Regions from separate parts of the Mus musculus genome. Here all the other regions are linked to region 4. A link is a contact called in public Hi-C and promoter capture Hi-C data. All regions are on one chromosome and are shown on one strand. Each heading gives the region's core, a stretch centred on a gene start, on an enhancer-like site or on the middle of the called end of the contact. The rest is flanking DNA. Distances are from core to core; before and after follow the strand shown.

Evidence for each region. Promoter capture Hi-C pulls out the DNA fragments that hold promoters and counts their contacts. Hi-C and Micro-C count contacts between places; a contact is called where the count stands out from the background.
Region 1: a contact with region 4 is called in a Hi-C map of B cells, with 9 read pairs. The contact joins the promoter of Hexa here to the promoter of Stoml1 in region 4. A contact is called at or near these places in 1 of 39 promoter capture datasets (liver), 1 of 484 Hi-C or Micro-C datasets (B cells) and 1 of 115 datasets of contacts at active chromatin or transcription factors (bone marrow-derived dendritic cells).
Region 2: a contact with region 4 is called in a Hi-C map of B cells, with 5 read pairs. The contact joins the promoter of Pkm here to the promoter of Stoml1 in region 4. A contact is called at or near these places in 2 of 39 promoter capture datasets (liver and pre-B cells), 1 of 484 Hi-C or Micro-C datasets (B cells) and 1 of 115 datasets of contacts at active chromatin or transcription factors (pancreatic cancer cells).
Region 3: a promoter capture Hi-C map of erythroid cells shows a contact between it and region 4, with 30 times the contacts expected there. The contact joins the promoter of Myo9a here to the promoter of Stoml1 in region 4. A contact is called at or near these places in 1 of 39 promoter capture datasets (erythroid cells) and 1 of 9 other capture datasets (adipose tissue).
Region 5: a promoter capture Hi-C map of erythroid cells shows a contact between it and region 4, with 27 times the contacts expected there. The contact joins the promoter of Snupn here to the promoter of Stoml1 in region 4. A contact is called at or near these places in 3 of 39 promoter capture datasets (erythroid cells, liver and pre-B cells), 1 of 484 Hi-C or Micro-C datasets (B cells) and 1 of 115 datasets of contacts at active chromatin or transcription factors (large pre-B cells).
Region 6: a promoter capture Hi-C map of erythroid cells shows a contact between it and region 4, with 23 times the contacts expected there. The contact joins the promoter of Arih1 here to the promoter of Stoml1 in region 4. A contact is called at or near these places in 3 of 39 promoter capture datasets (erythroid cells, liver and pre-B cells), 1 of 484 Hi-C or Micro-C datasets (CD8 T cells), 1 of 115 datasets of contacts at active chromatin or transcription factors (pancreatic cancer cells) and 1 of 9 other capture datasets (liver).

Annotation. Positions count from the first base shown.
Region 1 is chr9:59,538,182-59,541,200 of GRCm38.p6, reverse strand. Hexa (hexosaminidase A) reads right to left here and starts at 1,661. Exons shown (of 14, transcript NM_010421.5): 1 at 1,225-1,661. The coding sequence starts at 1,477. It also overlaps a transcript of Tmem202 not described here.
Region 2 is chr9:59,654,953-59,657,910 of GRCm38.p6, reverse strand. Pkm (pyruvate kinase, muscle) reads right to left here and starts at 1,335. Exons shown (of 11, transcript NM_011099.4): 1 at 1,262-1,335. It overlaps Gm51708 (a long non-coding RNA gene), which reads left to right and starts at 2,005. Exons shown (of 4, transcript XR_003948336.1): 1 at 2,005-2,074.
Region 3 is chr9:59,749,731-59,752,639 of GRCm38.p6, reverse strand. Myo9a (myosin IXa) reads right to left here and starts at 1,466. Exons shown (of 44, transcript NM_173018.2): 1 at 1,295-1,466. Senp8 (SUMO/sentrin specific peptidase 8) reads left to right here and starts at 1,991. Exons shown (of 2, transcript NM_027838.3): 1 at 1,991-2,062.
Region 4 is chr9:58,251,781-58,254,601 of GRCm38.p6, reverse strand. It overlaps Stoml1 (stomatin-like 1), which reads right to left and starts at 1,438. Exons shown (of 7, transcript NM_026942.3): 1 at 1,203-1,438. The coding sequence starts at 1,335.
Region 5 is chr9:56,949,586-56,952,451 of GRCm38.p6, reverse strand. It overlaps Snupn (snurportin 1), which reads right to left and starts at 1,544. Exons shown (of 9, transcript NM_178374.4): 1 at 1,499-1,544.
Region 6 is chr9:59,484,704-59,487,701 of GRCm38.p6, reverse strand. It overlaps Arih1 (ariadne RBR E3 ubiquitin protein ligase 1), which reads left to right and starts at 1,328. Exons shown (of 14, transcript NM_019927.2): 1 at 1,328-1,723. The coding sequence starts at 1,355.

The DNA of each region.
Region 1 (3,019 bases), core at 412-2,911, 1.3 Mb before region 4:
AATAAGAGATAAATGTATACTTTTGGCCCTCATCTAAATACAGTTGTTCCTAATACTTACCTCCACTCTGAAAGTATTTTTATCATTATTTCTCGTTATGTAACTCTCCATTCTCCACACACTCTTATAAATGTCATCATGAAACTCTCTTCCTCTTTGAAAGCAATAGAATCAAAGGCAACCCAGTCTTCTCCAAGAATAACTACCAGGTCACTTAAGAGTGTCTCTGACAGCCCAAGGTGGCCTCAAATTCAGTATGTGGCCAAAGATGACCGTGGACTCTTGATCTTCCTGGCTCCACCCCACCCCCATCCCCAAGTCTGTGTGCCGTCGAGACAGCTCTTATGAGATGCAGCAGGGTATTCAAGCCTCGTTGCATTGCACTTTACCAACTGAGAGAATAGAGGTTTGATGGTTAATCCTTCCCAGCCCAGCTGCCTGACCTTAGCTGTGTCTCTCCTCTATTTCAAGATGCATTTTCCATTTCCAACTCTGTGACAGAAGGGGTCTGGGTTGAGACTATAAGATCCCTGCTCCTCCAGCTTCCTCCAAACCAGAGTCTACGCCAAATCCGAAAACCTGCAGCTCATCTTCTCTTTTGAGGATCTTTGGAAACAGTAAGGATGATGGAGATGCCTTGCGGGATGACAGGGTCTTCACTTTCAACAGATGATTTGGAATCGTCTGCCTATGTCTCCGGAAGCTCTCTGCCTTGTGTTCTGATTCCTCTCACACTTTTACTAACCAAGTTATGTGCCAGACACATGCTGGGCTCAGTTCTGCAGCCCTGGTCACTGCCTCACAGGGACCCTATGCCACTTGAGCATGTTCTATAAAGGATCATTTTAAATGTCTATTGCCAACATATTGTCAATATTCTAACAGCCTGATTGAACTGTGGCCCTACAGTAGGCATTTCTTAAGAAAGAAAGAAAGAAAGAAAGAAAGAAAGAAAGAAAGAAAGAAAACCTAAATGCAGTTCTCAAAAGGAGGATTAGGGATAAACTGAGACCCCAAGAAGTCACATCAATGAAGGGGTGCTCGGGATAGGGGCTGGGCTGGGGAGGCCAGCTAGCTGGATAGAGAAAGCAAGGGGAGAAACGCGTGGGAGGTGACTGACTGGGCTGTGCAGAGGCCAACGGGAGGGTGTCTGGGAGCCGGGCCGGGGCTGACCCACGCACGGAAGGCGGCTCCTTCGGAGGGAAGAACCGGGCAGTGACTCACTTGAGAAGCTGGGTCGGGGCCAAGAGCCGGAACCGAAGAGCAGGTTACGGTAGCGTCGAAAGGCCTCGTCGAGGACGACGCAGCCCGCCTGCGCGGCCGAACTGACATGGTACCGGAACTGGAAGTTGTTGGGGTACAGGGTGTAGCGCCGGTGGTAGGTTTGGATGTACTGGGGCCACGGCCACAGTGCCGTGGCCAAGCAAGCCAACGCCGCCGCCAGCAGCAGCGAAACCCAGAGCCTGCAGCCGGCCATGGCCCACCGGCCAGCTCCCCTTCCAGCAGGCTGAGCCCACGTGAGCCCCGGTCAGCTGAGCGGCGCCCGCGTGACAATCGGAGGGTCACGTGAACGGGAGGGAAGCAAGGCGGGCTCGATCTCAGAGATCCGTAAGCAAAGGATTCTGCAGCTCCCGACCGGGTGGGCGGTGAAGGATCGATCCCCGCCCTGGCCAAGCCTCTGTAACCCAAACCCAAGGGATGGGCTGGGAGGGACAGGCACCGCCCCAGGGCATGGAGAACTAGCCCGGAGGATACGGGAAGAAGGAAAATGAGAATCCAATTTGCAGTGTCAACTGTGTGAAAGCGCACTTGAGCAGTCTTTAAGTAATCAGCCCCAGGGGTCTCAACATGGAGCAATTGAAAGACGTCCCAAAGTGTTGAAAAATTGTTTGTGGTGATTCCTAGTTGTGATACCAGAATTAGTGAGGGAAAGGCAGGAGGATTCCTGTAAGTCTATGGCCAGTGCGGGCTATCTAGTGAGTGCCAGAACCCGGTGTGTTAGCAAAAGCCTGTAACCCGAGTGTTCAGTAGGTCAAGCCAGAAAGACTGCTGTTGTAAGTGCAGAAGCCATGTTTACTTCTATAACTGAGAAGAATTTATGAAAATTTCTCTTAGCTAGAGGTGAAGCTCAGTGCTAGATAACTTTATTAGCATGATTGAGAACGCAGGTTCAATCTTCAACCCTGAAGTGAGCAGGAGGAACAGTGGAAGAAAAGAGAGAGAACTTCCACTTTGCTCATTAATTGTGCTAGACTTGGTATCCCAGAACATGGCAATTTCCATAACCATAGTCTTAAGGCTTGCAGTGATCTTTTTTTTTTCTTTTTTTTTAAAGATTTATTTATTTATTATATGTAAGTACACTGTAGCTGTCTTCAGACACTCCAGAAGAGGGCGTTACGGATGGTTGTGAGCCACCATGTGGTTGCTGGGATTTGAACTCCGGACCTTCGGAAGAGCAGTCGGGTGCTCTTACCCACTGAGCCATCTCACCAGCCCTTGCAGTCATCTTTTAAAAACAAAGCTTTAGGAGTCTCATGAAGCCCAGGCTGGCTGCTGTACAGCTGAGGATGACCTTGAACTTCAAACTCTCTAGCGTCCATCTCCTGGGTGCTAGGTTTACAGGTAGATTATGCCTAGTACACCTGATACACAGTCATGGGGTCTGAAACCAGGGCTCGTGCATGATAGGAAGACAAATGCTCTACTGTCTGTACTACAACCTAAGCACACCCCCAGCCTCTGGACTCTGTGTTTGGGGCAGCATGTTAAGTGTGTGGAAGTACATGTGTGTATGCTAACATGTGGGCATACGTGTTGCTTGTGTGCGATGTTGTGTGTCCTTCCTCCTTAGTCATGTTGAACTGAACTACCTTCTTGATTCCCGCAGATCACGGCTCTGCCAGCCATGGTGGTTGCAGAGACCCGAGTACCAGAGGATTTCACCAAGTACACTGTGATTATAGAATAGATGATGAACTGGTGACTCAATCCATTCTTGGGGTGATAAGGCTCAGGA
Region 2 (2,958 bases), core at 86-2,585, 1.4 Mb before region 4:
TAGCAGCCTGGAGTGACACAGGACCAGAGGCCAAACCTAAGAATATTAATAGATCACACCGGATTCCAAAACCTAGCTGCCTCCATGCACGACTGGATTTTCACTATAAGGTTCACTTTTTCCAAACTACCAGTGTCCTGGATTTGGAAAAAGTGGTCGAGCTCTTATCTTACTATGACTGGGTATTTACTGGGTCTTTATAGCCTTCAGACTAGAAGATGCCCGGCTTTTTCAAAACCAGTATGCCGGCCACCTTGTGCATGCAGCCCCATCTTCCTCATAGCACTGACTTGACAAAATCTGCTTCCCTAATTAGACCGAGCTCTGTGGGCTATGTGTGTTCTGGTAGCGTCGGGCTCCAGTTTCTGTCGGGAACGGGTATGGGTTGATCGCCCACCCTCCCCCTCGCCAGCACGTGGGAGCAGCATGACCGATTAATCAGACGCATCGCAGTACGTGCCGCCCCTCCGCCGCAGGATGGAGCGCGAGAGCAATGAGGGCCCGTGCCCACCACCAAAAATCTGCGGGCACACAAAACAGGCAGCAATAGCGGCCAACCTTTCTTGCCAGGCCACCGGGAATACAAAAGTTACGTAACTTGTAGCTGCATTACCAAGGACCGCTAGTGACTGCATCCTACCTCCATGCACCGGACCACGAGGAGTCCGCGGACGTGACTAGAATGCGGGGGGAGGGGAAAAGCTGCGAGGGGGAGGGGCGAGGATATGGAGGTTGAAAGGATGCTGCGGCGCGGACGTGACCGGATCGGAGGGGGGAGGGGCGACGAAGAGCTGCGAACACTGGCGCGGGAAGAGAACGCTGACCTGAAAGGAGGATGAACGCGGAGGCTGAATGGGGGGTGGGGGTGGGGTGAGTAGGGGAATTATTTCAAGTAGAGATTAAGAGGAGGGCACCGAATTATGAGGGCACAGAGCTAAGAGGAAGGTCGTAAGTCGTAGTGGATGTAGGAGGACGAGCATCGGAGCAGGGCGAGAACAGGGTGGCGAGGATAGCAATAGTAAGATAAGAGGCTGGAACCAGATTGAGATGGAAGAGAGAGCAGAATGAGACCGTGGGAAAGGAGCTAGCCGGCCACCCTCAATTTGGAGGATTAAGACTTGGACTCAAGTGTGGCTCCTCCCCAACCCGGAGTGGGATGCTCGATGCCTGGCGCCTGAGTCCCGCGTGGGCAGGCAGGCCTGCGTTACACACCAGTGGGCATCGGCTCTGGGGACAGATGGCTTAGGTTCTCCCCGCTCACCTCGGGCGTACTTCGGTTCCTGCTGCGATACCTAGAGCGGACGTCAGTCAAGTGAAGACGAGTCGCTGCTGTGCGGGGCTGCGCCGACTGGGCCTCAAGGTTATCACAGCTGCGGGCCGCCGCAATCCCTCCGCAGCCCCGCCCCTCGCCCAATCCGGGCTGCGGCCGGCGGCGCCCCGCCTCTCAACGGGGCGCCCGCACCTCCTGAGAGAAGCTCAGGGTAGGCGGGACAAGCAGGTTGCCCTTTTGAGGAGGACTACCTTCCGTGGCGGAAGGACATCGTAGACCAAATTTGCTCAAGGGTTATCCTGTTGACCAATGGGGAAGTGGTGAGGGAGCAAGGCCCGCCCACCGGGCCAGCGCCGCCGCCGCCACCACCACCCCTAGGTTCCCGGGCGCCACCGCCACCTGTTGCTTTAGATCGGCTACAAAATGTTCCCTTTTTGGCCTTTTGCCCAGGTCTCCCCATCTGCCCTGGCCTACCAGGGCGGTGCCCAGATTTATAGGTCCACGGACATTCCTCCAGCCCCGCCCGGAGACTCTCCACCCTCCCGGCGCCCGCCCCAGTACACCCTCTGAGGCTGAGCGGAACGGGAAGCTGGGGTGATGGGAGCAAGAGAGTGGTGGAAGGTCTGGGCTGCCTCCTAGAGGGTTCCAGACTTAGAGGCTGGGTAGGAAGAACTTAAGTCTCTCTTTGGAACGTGAGCGCGACCTCCTAATAAGGAGGGCTAGATTGGACCCATGTTAATACTTTGAGTCTCGAATCCTGCACTTTTAAAATGCCTGGACCTGGACGCAGCAAACCAATCCAAGGTAATTAGTGCAGAACTGGACCTACGTGTAGCCATTATCTATGCAGGAGTCAACACTGGTTTTTGACTCAGGCGTGTATGTATTTAAATTTGTAGTATTGGAGGCATTAACAATTTTTTCCCTACAAAGTATTTTCTAATTTCCCAACTGTTAACACTAGTCTTCATTCCGCAGAGTTTTGAAAGCAGATACAATGTTGCCACATTCTAAATGGGAAGACTGTACCTTAGGTTTTGGATTTTTTTTGGTTTTGTTTTGTTCTTTTGTTTTTCTTGGTAAAAGATGGGTGTGACCATTTCAAGCAGACACTTCTTTGTAGTTGAATCACAGGCCTTCATCCCATTTTCGGTCAGTTTTGATTAGAGGGAAGGGTAACATAAATGCAATTTGTAGTGAAATAAAGTTTTTTAGTTTCTTCTATAAGTCCCCTTGGTCCCCTTAGTTTAGGGAAGTAAATGCTTGGTTATTATGGTGGAAAGAACATGAAGTTGGGGAGGGGGAGGTTATATCTGTGGAGGAAATCATTCCTTTCTGCAAGAGAAGGGGGTAGAAGAAATGACCTCTTTGTGCCTTGGACACACACACACAAAAGAACCATAGTGTTCAACAGGGTGACAGTTATCTATCTACTCATGTTGAGGTCCACTGTGCATACTGTGCGTCAAGCAGAGTAGCTCACACCTGTAATTCCAACGCTCAAGAGGCCAAAGTCAGTCTGAGCCACACAGATCTAGGCCCACGCAGGTCAGGGTTTCGGTTATAGATTCATATTCATTCTTTTTCTCCCTCCCTCTCTCTCCTCTCCTCTTTTACACACACACAGAGGAATGCACGCACACATGCATTAATGAACTCTACCATCACCACAAATCTAGATACAAAGC
Region 3 (2,909 bases), core at 217-2,716, 1.5 Mb before region 4:
TTATACACTTAACACTTAACATTACGCTTCCCTCTTGACATCTCAGGAGTATAATTTCAACAAACATTTTATTCAATATTTTACTACTACTAAGAAAGCTGTTAATAATAACTTCAATTCTGAATGACACTTATACTTGGTCCTTGGAGAAGACTGGGTGGTAAAAAAATACTAAAAACATTAGCCTTCAGGGATTAAGAACAGCTATAAATGCTGTTTTTCTAACAAGTTCAAAAACAGTAAATCCAAAACTCCTCTAGTTAAAAACCTGTGTATCTGTACAAATCTACAGTGCTGAGACAAATATATGAAGAGTTACTTATCTTCATTGGTGTAATGCAACTTAATCCTTACAGAAGCCCAGAAGTGACAAGATATAGACTGGTTCTTTCCTTCTACTGAAGAGACAAGATGAGGAGCAAGCAGCTTGCCCTTGTAACAGCACACATACCCTCCCTGCCTGGGCTTTCACACTCTTTGCTCTCTTTCCCTTTCAGCAACCAGTCCCTGAGGCTCCAAACATGGGTCTCAGTCTGACTCCTTAAAATCCAATGGAGTGAATATACTGGACTATGTAAATAACCCCTTCGAGTTTTCCTGGAAACTTCTTTTCAACCAAAGATCCCGATTGGTTAGAAATCAGGTAACAAGGTTTGCTTAAGAGGTCTTCTAGAGAAACTACACCAGGGCGGGGGGGGGGGGGGTGTGAGGGGGCGATCCAGCACTCTGATGGTGATTTGAAGGGCTAACCGGAGACCTACTAGGTAAGAGCATCATGACATTGGGCTATCTGAAAGCTCGTATGGGTAGGGGGAAAACCTAGCAAACCTGACTGGAAGTAAGCTGCGTGAGGGTCCCTATGAAAGCTCGGGTAGCGATGACTCGTAGGATACCCAAAGATCTGGGACGTAGCAATGCATTAGGAAGCAGTAGTGGCCTTGGTTCCCAGACAAGGATCCGCTCCGACATAACGGTGTCTAGAGGTTCCAGTCAGAGTCCTAAAGAGGGTCTAAAGAGGTTCTAGCAGGAGGTGGAAGGGGGCCAGTGACAGAAGCGCCGCGGCTACTGGTGGACAGAATGGTGTCTGGTCAATGAAAGGTACGGGAGAGTCGAGTCTGGGGGTGGAATCCCGGCGGTACTCCGGCGATTGCTAGGCTTTAGGGGCAGAGCTGCTGGCGGGGCGTCTCCGCCGGGGCGGGGCGGGGCAGCCCTCCGGGAGCCAAAGAGCCGAGCGGGAGACGTGGGCCGGGCCAGGCCAGGCGGCAGGGCCGCTGGGTGCTGGGGCGGGTCTTACCTCTGGCTGCGCCGCGGTGGCCACCACAGCCCCTTCCTCTTCGGCGGTAGCCGCTTCCCCAGCTCGGTTTCCAGGGTCAGAAGGAGAAAGCAGAGGCCGAGGCCGCCGGGGGGTAGGAGGGTTCCGCGAGGGTGGGCCCAGTCGCCTCAGGGTCCGAGAGAGCGGCGGCCGCGCATCCCCCGCCCTGTCAGAGAGACTCCGCCCGGACTGGGCAGGCACATCCCCCGCCGCACCCCGCCCAGAGAGCACGCGTTGGAAGCTAAACCGCGGTCCCTGCTTTTGCCCGGGGACCGGTATCTCCGCCGCAGTCCCTCCCCGTCCTGCCAGGACTTTCCGACGGCCACCGCCAACTGCCTCTGCGTCCCCAGTCCTCTCAGGCCTGCGCGCCCCCGACCCCGCTCACGCGGCCCCGCCCCGCGCGGCTCTCCAGCAGCAGCCGAGCAGGCGCGCGCGCACTTACCTCCCACGCCCCCTGCTGCCAAGCCCCGGACAGCCCCGCCCGGCCCCGCCTCCGCACGTGACGCTGCTGGAGCGGGCTGCCTGCGCTTGCGCGGACACGCCTATTTTCCACCCTCCGAATGGCCCCGCCTCCCCATTCCTTCTTCACTTTACGGCAGGGCTGAGACCTCCGTGTTAGATTCTCGATTACTACATAAAAACGTCGTAAGGTTGGAAAGGCAAACTCTGGGATTACGACCTTAAGTCTCACTTTCCGGCCAGTACAGAGCTCCCTGAAGGCTGGTTGGGTTGGTGAGGCCTGAGGAATAGGTAAGACGCCTCCTCCCTACTTAGGTTTGTCTCAGTTTTTGGAAGCAGTGGATCGCTTTGCGCTCCACGCAGACTCTAGTGTGTCCGAGCCCCTTCCTCATTCTGCAGCTGGATTCTCAGCGCCGCCCCTTTTCCACACACGCACGCCCCTCCCCCCACTTGTTCCCGCCCCCGTGGCCAAGTATTTCTTTCCATTCATTCCACAGACTTTTCACTGAGTTGTTTCTATGCTGTAAAATCCAGAATATTAGAAGAAAATGAAAAAATATCCGCTCTTTTGAAGTGCTGTGATGTAGGAAACAAAGAATCCGCAATGGTAACACAGTAAAATAACACGGGATGAGCTGAACACAAACGGGGGAGTGGGGGGGGGGGGGTCCTTGATTGCAGAAGAGGACTTTTCCCAAATGACTTTCAGGCCTGTGGAGAACTCGTGTTAAAACCTTGGTGGACCGAAACTGGCCAGAAAGAAAATGGGAGTAGAGAAAGGCTAGTACAAAGGCATGTGACAAACAACCTAAGAGTAAAAAGCAAGAGGATTGGCATATACCTAGTAAAAACCGCGCAGGTAGACTTCCATTTGAAACAACTAGACTATGTGGCGAGTGAATTTAAGGCCAATCTTGATCACAAGGCGGGGGAAACTTAACTATAACAAGTGCAAGAAATAATCAGATGCAGGTGCAAAGGCTGTTTTTGAAGATGGCTGATTGCCTGGGATGGCTGGCCTGTTAGCTCCTGAAAGAATAAGGCAGCTAGATCTCCAAGTGGGAAGCCAGTCTGAGCCAATTTTAAAAAAAAAAAAAAAAAAAAAAAAAAAAGCAGATATGGTAGTACACGCCGAGTT
Region 4 (2,821 bases), core at 189-2,688:
GACACTGCTGGTGTTAACACATTCTACTGGCCACACCACAAGTATGCTTTCAAGGGGTCATTACAGAGGAAAGGCTTCAGCTACTAAGGATAAAACTAATGCTCACAAGTAACAGTCACAGTGGGACTAAAGTGCTAGTTTAGTATTTATTCCCACTTTAATGCCCTGAAAGAACTATATCTATATCTATATCTATATCTATCTATCTATCTATCTATATCTATAGTGTACTTCAATTCAAGCCTTTTGGCAGGAAGAACTAAGAATCCTGAATGGGTGTTGAGCAAACAGGCCCAGAATCTGGGGATGAGCTTGCTATCTGTTCTCTCCTCCCCAGCCCTAGACAGGAAGGTGACAAGAGACGTCTGTTCTATCCTTCAAGAAGCCCCTGCCTGCAGGACAGTCTAAGTCATAAACTAATTCCTGACCTCTTCAGGGAAGGAGGAATCCTAAGAACCGGGCAGAAGAGCCGGGCGTGGTGGTGCACGCTTTTAATCGCAGCACTTGGGAGGCAGAGGCAGGCAGATTTCTGAGTTCAAGGCCAGCCTGGTCTACAAAGTGAGTTCCAGGAGAGCCAGGGCTATACAGAGAAACCCTGTCTCAAAAAAAAAAAAAAAAAAAAAAAAAAAAAAAAAACCACAAACAAACAAAAACAACAACAACAAAAAAGAACGGGGCAGAAAATGGAGGATTCGTTCAGCATTGCCAAAGCTTTCAATGCACCGTCAATACAGGAGAACCACAGAGGACCAGAATACTCCAAGGACAGTCAGGCTTTGGAGAGAGGAAGCCAAAGCAAACAAGCCAGGCAGCTTGCAGGCCCAGCTTTCTGTTCTGTGCATCTTCACCAGGACACAGGAGACTCCTGCTCCCTGCGCTGCTACCCTAGGGCGACTCTTTTTCCATTTCTCTACAAATGCCTTGTGGGTTATGGCTCCCTCTGCCTAGGGCTCTGTTTTCTTTCTATGCATGATGGGCTATCCTGGAAATAGTAACGGGATGGGCTAAGATTAGGGAAGATGGGGCTGCGCGGCTTCCAAAGCTACAGCTGGTGCCGTAGGGAGAACAAATCGGTGGTAGCATCCCCACACCTTGTCTGGCACCCACTTCATATCCTATCCCCTTCACTCTCCTTCCTCCTAGAGGCAGAGAGTACAGGTCTTGGGGTGCCCCTCTGTCCGCGGTGCTGGGTAGCCACTCACCGGCCCCCGGCCCCACGCTGCCCGGCTCTGGGGACAAGCAGCCCTTCTGCGAACCCAGAAAGCCGAAGCTCGACTGCTGGAAACGATCAAAATCCCCTAAGGGCAGTGCCCGGTAGCCAGACCTTCCAAGCATGACTTCTAACCGGGACACGCCCCGATCCTCTGCTGGGAGACTGCCCTGCCCAGCCTGTGGCAGCTCCGCCCCTCCTCGTTCCCACTGCTTCCGGCTTTACTCCGTCACTAACAACAGTGGCTGAGTAGGATCAGGAATCAGGCCGGGTCCACCATGCCTGCCGCTCCACAGCACCCCCTGCGCTGGGAGGACCGAACGGCGGGAGCACAGTTTGGGGATGTGGCCTTGGTTCTAAGGTTGAGGCTTCCTGACCACCTCCTACCTGGCCTTAGGAAAGGAGGCAAGGAAGTTTGGCTTTAAAGGAGCATTGCAGGAGCGTTTTCTCCAGAAGCAGAGAAATGTTTTTGGCCTCAAACCATTCCTCCAAACTCAACACACTTATGAGTTATGGGTGTGCTTATCCAGATGTAGGATTTCTTCTGGTGTGGTCAGCAAACTGGTATTTTTTGTTTGTTTGTTTCCCCACAGCCAAGAAAACAGAGCCTGCCATACAGAGTCCTGTTCTTATTTGCTTAATGATGGCAGATCCAAGTCACTGTGGACAAGTTGAAGTCAGAAGGCCCCAACTTTGGTATAAAAGAAAAATTTCACATGCAGACACCCCAGGAATCCTGGCAGTGGATGGTGGTGGTGGTGGCTGCAGCAGCAGCAGCAAAGCATTACATGAGACTCCTTGATCCAGGCACTTGAGGTAACTTTGTCTTTCCGTGGCTTCAGAAAGCCCAAATGAAGGTAGAAAATATACCCCAGTAGGATGCTGGGAGGCTGGCAGGAGGCCATTTTACAAAGCAAGAAAAGACGAATCTTTCCCAGTCTTGCCTCCCTGGATCCTTGCCATAGCTCATTTCTAAGTTCCCCTGCCTATGACTGCTAGCCTGGCTAATTTTATGTCAACTTGACACAAGCTAGAATAATCTGAAAAGAGGGATCTCCAATTGAGAAAATGGTTGTGCTGTAGGCAAGCCTGAAGAGCATTTTCCTAATTTATGATTGACGTTGCAGGGCCCATTCCATTGTGGGTGGGGCCAACCCTGGGCTGCTGGTCCTGGGTTCATTAAGAAAGCAGGCTGAACAAGCCAGTAAGCAGCATCCTCCATGGCCTTTGCAGCAGCTCCTGCATCCAGGTTCCTGCCCTATTTGAGTCCTGGCTTCCCTCATTGATGGACCACCATATGGAAATGTAAGCAAAATAAAGCCTTTCCTACCCAACTTGCTCTTTACTCACGGTGTTTTGTCACAGCAATAAAAACCCTAAGATGAGTTGGTACCGGGAGTGAGGTTTTAATTAATTTCAAATGTAGTCAAGTTGACAACCCAGAATTGCCATACAAGTCCACCCCTTGCCAACTTGACACACAATCATATCTTCTTATCAATTTCCAAGTGAAAACATTAAGCAAATCATAATAATACCTAAACATGATATAACTATCTGACATACAATTACAAACACATTATATTTAACCATGTTATAATTACACCTAAC
Region 5 (2,866 bases), core at 295-2,794, 1.3 Mb after region 4:
ATCTGGTCCGTCAATGTAGCTAAGCAGCTGGCTTTGTAGCCCAGTGACAGTGCTTGGTTTTGATTGATTTGGGGATGGAGTGAGGTTAGTGAGCATCTTAACCATTCAAATATACAGTTCTGCAGTGGGAAGTACCTTTACACTGTTATCAACTGTTTCCATCTTGCAAGAATGCACAGGACAGGATAGGACAGGGTGGAAGGGTACTGGAGAGATGGTTCAGCCATTAGGTTAAAAGTACTGGTTGCGGGGCTGGAGAGATGGCTTGGCGGTTCAGAGCACTGACTGCTCTGCCAGAGGTCCTGAGTTCAATTCCCAGCAACCACATGGTGGCTCACAACCATCTGTAATGAGATCTGATGCACTCTTCTAGTGTGTGTCTGAAGACAGTTGCAGTGTACTCATATAAATAAAAATAAATAAATCTTAAAAACACACACAGCACTAGTTAAAAAAAAAAAAAAAAAAGAGAGTACTGGTTGCTCTTCCAGAGGACCTGGGTTTCATGTGGTAATTCATGACCACCTGTAAACCAATTCCAGGGAACTAACTGGAACTCTCTTCTGACTTTCTTCCCAGCATGGCACCCATGTGGTGTGCAGACATGTAGGCAAAACACACATACACATATGCATATAGGAAAATAAACAAATAAAAGAACAAAGGATGGTGCCATACCTCCACTTGGTAAAGTACTTGCCAAAGTGCGCACCATATTTGCACCAAGCCTTGGGTCTGAAACCCAGGAGAAAAAGAAGAAAGCTGCATTCCTATATCCTAAGACATTAAAAATACTTTTTTTTTTTTCTGTTTTGTTTTGTTTTGGGGACAGGTTTTCTGTCCTGGAACTCTCCTTGTAGTCCAGGCTGGCCTCGAACTCATAGAGACCTGCCTGCCTTCTGAGTGCTGAGATTAAAGGTATGCAACCACCACACCCGGCTAAGAATACTTTCTAAGAAAATTTGTTAAAAGTGACTATTATCAGTGTGGATTTAAGGTGTGCATCAGAGTGTTTGTAAAATAACCGGGAGTATTCAGTAGATAATTACTGAGCTTCCCCGTCAAGGTATCCTGAAGTATGCCATAGAAATGATCCCTAACAGGACCTTACGTGTCATACACCTGCAATGGCAGCAAGGCAGGAGGCCGAGGAAAAGAAGCGAACTAATTCCTAAGTGTCAGGCTCACCCAAGCCTCTTCTCCAGCCCAATAGATGCTCCCACCACACGTCCGTGAACTCTGCCGCCCTCCCCGCTACTGTCTCTCTAGCAATGGAGTCGTTTGTCTTTCGGTTACAGAATTCTCCCTGCCACACATAAATGTTCCTCATGAGTTTGAGCCAGACTGCCTGGAATACAACGACAAAAATATGGCCAAGTCCAAGTCCCCAAGACTGGCCAGCCTCCCCAGGTAACGGCTGCGAAGCCAGCCCTGGGTCATCAGAAGAAGTTTGAGCTTGCGGCTGAGAGAACGCCAAACTAGACAGGGCCAGACTTACCGCACGTCCGTACCACTCGCGCACGCCGCCAGTGCCTGTGCCGACTGACCAATTAGGTGCCTTAGCGGAGCTAGACACGCCCCGCTCAAGCTTGCACTCGAACTTCCGGCTCCGCCTACCGTGGTGCATCGCGGGAGTTGAGTCGGGCAGGACATTACTTCCGCCCTGAACTGAGCGACTCTTCTCCCTAGGGAGGGGCTTCCAGATTTGGTTTAGGCTTTTTCGGGATTCTAGCGAGATTGTCCGCGATACGGAGCCTTCAGTACTGATCGCAAACTTGCCCCGGATCCTTTCACTGACAAAACCGTGACTTCGTGGCCGCCACCTCTCCGGGTGTGCCCAAACTCGAGAGTTGCACTGACAGCCCTTTTGTCTTGCTTGTGCGATTTTCTGAATGGCTTTCAGGTTTCGAACTAATAAACGTTTCTTCCCTTCCTTTTTCCTTTCCCTTTCTTTCTTTCTTTCTTTCTTTCTTTCTTTCTTTCTTTCTTTCTTTCTTTCTCTTTCTTTCTTTCTTTCTCTCTCTCTTTCTCTCTCTCCTTTCTCTCTCTTCTCTCTTTCTTTCTTTTTCTTTCTTTCTTTCTTTCTTTCTTTCTCTCTCTTTCTCTTTCTCTCTCTCTTTCTCTCTCTTTCTCTCTCTCTTCCTCTCTCTCTCTCTCTCTCTCTCTCTCTCTCTCTCTCTCTCTCTTTCTTTGTATAGCCCTGGCTGTCCTGGAACTCACTTTGTAGACCAGGCTGGCCTCGAACTCTGAAATCCGCCTGCTTCTGCCTCCCGAGTGCTGGGATTAAAGGCGTGCAGGCGTGCGCCACCACTGCTATCCCTATTCTCCTTTCTAACATGACGCGGAAAGGGACCTGGCTCGATTCCTGATAGGTAACGTTCAGCATTTGAGTGCAGCACTTAGTCCGGTTTGAAAGTAGTTACATGAGTGACCGAGATTTAGGAGACCCTAAGCAAACCCATACATCGTGTCTGCAGGGTAAGACTTCTAGCATGTAAAATGAAAACAGGACTTGCTACTTAATGCTTATAATGTGAGCCAGATGCGTTGCTTCTAACACCTCAATGAACTGGGGTGTGGCTAGGGATGTTGCTCAGCAATCAATGTGTTTGTATAGCCTGCGCTAAACTTGCAGTGGCACCACCCTGTAATCGAACAACAGGGGGTGAAAGCAGGACTGGCTGGTAGTGCTAGCACATGCCTTTAATGCCAGCTTTCAAGAGGCAGAGAAAGGCAGATCTCTAAGTTAAAGGACAGCCTGGTCTGCAGAGTTCCTGGAAAGTCAGGAGCCCTGTGGGTGGTGGTGGGGGAGTAATTTGGCCAGGGTTGTCAGGAACCATAATGGGACAAGCTAATAACTAGCAGT
Region 6 (2,998 bases), core at 79-2,578, 1.2 Mb before region 4:
CAGTCTTGGAAAGGCATTAAGTGCTTTGTCATGACCTCTAACTAATTTGCCCAATACTTCCCATTTACTGATTGAGTTTTAAACTTCAGCCTTGTAACTATTGTGAACCTTCTGTTTTGACCCAAGGCCATCTTCCTCTCCTCCTCTGTTGAAATAGCCATCCATCAACCCAGCTCACTTCTGCACTATTTCCAGATAAGCAGTCTCTCTTGGTCTTTGTAGATGTGGTTTGCCTGCACTGTTTCCTGGAATTATCACTGTAATTTACATAAAATGTAAGATTTATTATGTATCAGAAAACCTCTCTGCTCCATTGCTGGGGACTGAAATTGGGGCCTTTGTGCATGCTGGACAGGTGTATGCCACCACAAGGTATATACACTTTTATTTTTAGAGTCTCGGGTGCCTCCGCTATAATCTGGGTACTAGGACTCTGTGGTAATGAGCACTAATCTATGGAAGGCCCTTAGTGATTGAGGAATTGATGGCCTTAATTGAGGAACAGGACTGTCACATTGTTCCGGACCCTCAAGAAGTGCTTGTCAAGATGAGTTCAGGAACTGAGTCTTTACTATGACGTCACATCAGGGGGACCCAAGAACCGCTGTAGAGCCACGAGTGGACAGCAACACTCCAACTACCTGTCACCCAACTTGGAGGTTCCGCGTACTACTACCTTCCAGGCAGTAACTCGGGCAACCGGAATTTTAGCAGCACAGCTACCGGCTTCCCGGAACTAGCCAGGGCGTGTCAGATGTGCCTGTGAGGCCCGGAAGCGAGAAAGGTCCTCGGAGAAAACCTCCGCTTGGGCGCTCCCCAGACTCCTCCCCACGACCGGAAGGCCCCAGCCTCCTCACGTCAAGGAGCCACAGCTTCCCAGTGTCTCCGGGCCACCGCCGCGCCGCCGCGCTCCCGTCCTGCTCAGGCTCGGCCGTGGGGTCTCCCCAAATACTACGCAGGGGCCAAGGGGCGTGGCGCGGTGACGTGCAGCGGACCGACGCGATGACGTAGCGCGGCGCGGTGACGCACGCCCCTTTGTTGGCTCAGTAGCGGTAGCAGCGGCCGCGGAGGTGGCGCAGGGGACTGTTTTCCGTCCGAGCCCGGAGCGGAGCGGCGTCTGACTGAGGCCGGCAGCAAGCGGCCCCCGCGCTCCCTCCCGCCCTGCTCCGCGCCCTCCCCGCCGCCGCCACCGCCCGCCTCCAACCGCCGCACGCGGGGAGCAGCCGCGGCCCACGGGGCCGGAACCAGGCCTGCGTCCGGACGGCAGCCGGAGCCGGAGCGAGAGCCGGGGCCTCGGCGTCCCCGCCCTCTCCGCGCCGCGGCCAGCGTCTGCCGGGCCCGCGCGCGTCGCGCCATGGACTCGGACGAGGGCTACAACTACGAGTTCGACGAGGACGAGGAGTGCAGCGAGGAGGACAGCGGCGCCGAGGAGGAGGAGGACGACGACGAGGACGAGCCGGACGATGATAACCTGGATCTGGGCGAGGTGGAGCTGGTGGAGCCCGGGCTGGGCGTCGGCGGGGAGCGAGACGGACTGCTGTGCGGGGAGACTGGCGGTGGCGGCGGCAGCGCTCTGGGTCCGGGAGGCGGCGGCGGCGGTGGCGGTGGCGGCGGCGGCCCGGGACACGAGCAGGAGGAGGATTACCGCTACGAGGTGCTCACGGCCGAACAGATCCTGCAGCACATGGTGGAATGTATCCGGGAGGTCAACGAGGTCATCCAGGTGAGGGGCCCCGCCACGCCATCTGGCCCCGGAGCCGGCTTAGGGAGCGGACCCAAGGCGGCCTGTGCGGCGCCGAAGAGCAGGCCAGGGCCTGGCTCGTCACGGGCCTGTGTGCCCTGCCGGCCGGTCGGGAGGTGCGCTTGGGCGGTGCTTCCCGGAGTCCTGGCATGGCGGAGGCCTGGGGCTGCCTGAGCGGCTATGGCCGGCAGTTCCTGCATGACTACGGCCGGAGGATGGGATACCGGGGCGGGCTAGAGGCGGGTGAGGTGGTGAGTGTGAAAGAGGTGTCAGAAAGAACCCGGCCCTTTTCTCAAGGTTTATCCCTAGCCCTTGAGTCTTTTGAGCAGTTTCAGATGGGATTAGGGCAGGCCCTTCAGAGCAGCTTTAGTGTATGATTGCTCCAAGTGGGCACCGGCTAATAAAGAAATGGATCTCCTTGGCAGTCCTAAGTGGCTACTTAAAGGTGGGGGAAGGGAACTATTTCTCGGAAGAGGTGCTGATGGACCTTATTTTCTGATGGTGAGGCTTATGCCTACATTTTTGGGGGAGTGGGAGGAGTATGTTTTCTTTGGGACCTAACTGCTACTTCTTCCATTGGTAGCAAGTAACTTGATGGAAGCTGTTGGAATAGTTATTGCAGATCCCCTACCCACCCTTGCAGCTTCGGCAACAATAAAACACAGTGTTGTCTAATTGGACAAAACTCTATTGTGAATTAGAAAGTAGAGGCATTCCGGCTTCTGGACTCTATTCTCTGAAGGTTTCTGTTTCGTGCATAGAAGTTAAACTTGCTTCAGACCAGAAACTGCATCCTATTTAACGCTATATACATCCCGATTTTGTATTTTTGAGCTTTAGGAAATAAATTTACATTTGTTTGGGGGAAAAGTTGTTACAAATGGGATATGATTGGAAAGTAAAGATAACATAGGACCCGGTGGTGAAAGTCTGAAATTTCAGTTACTTAGAAGGTCGAGGCAGATGGATGGTGGCAAGTTCAAGGCCTACCTGGACTACAGAGTGAGCTCAAAGCTGTCCCGGGCAACTTGGTGAGATTCTCTCAAGATAGAGTAAAAAGAGGGCTGGAGATAATAACAGCTCAGTGGTAGAGCAAAAAGTTCGAGGCTCTAGGGTCAGCCTCGAAAAATGTTGGAAAAATGAAAAATCAGAGTGAAATCTTGATTCATTTTAACTTTTAGAAAATAGTAGCTACATGGAAGGAAACTACATATGAACAAGAAGTTACTCTTTTTTTTAAGCACATTGCTTCTTAAC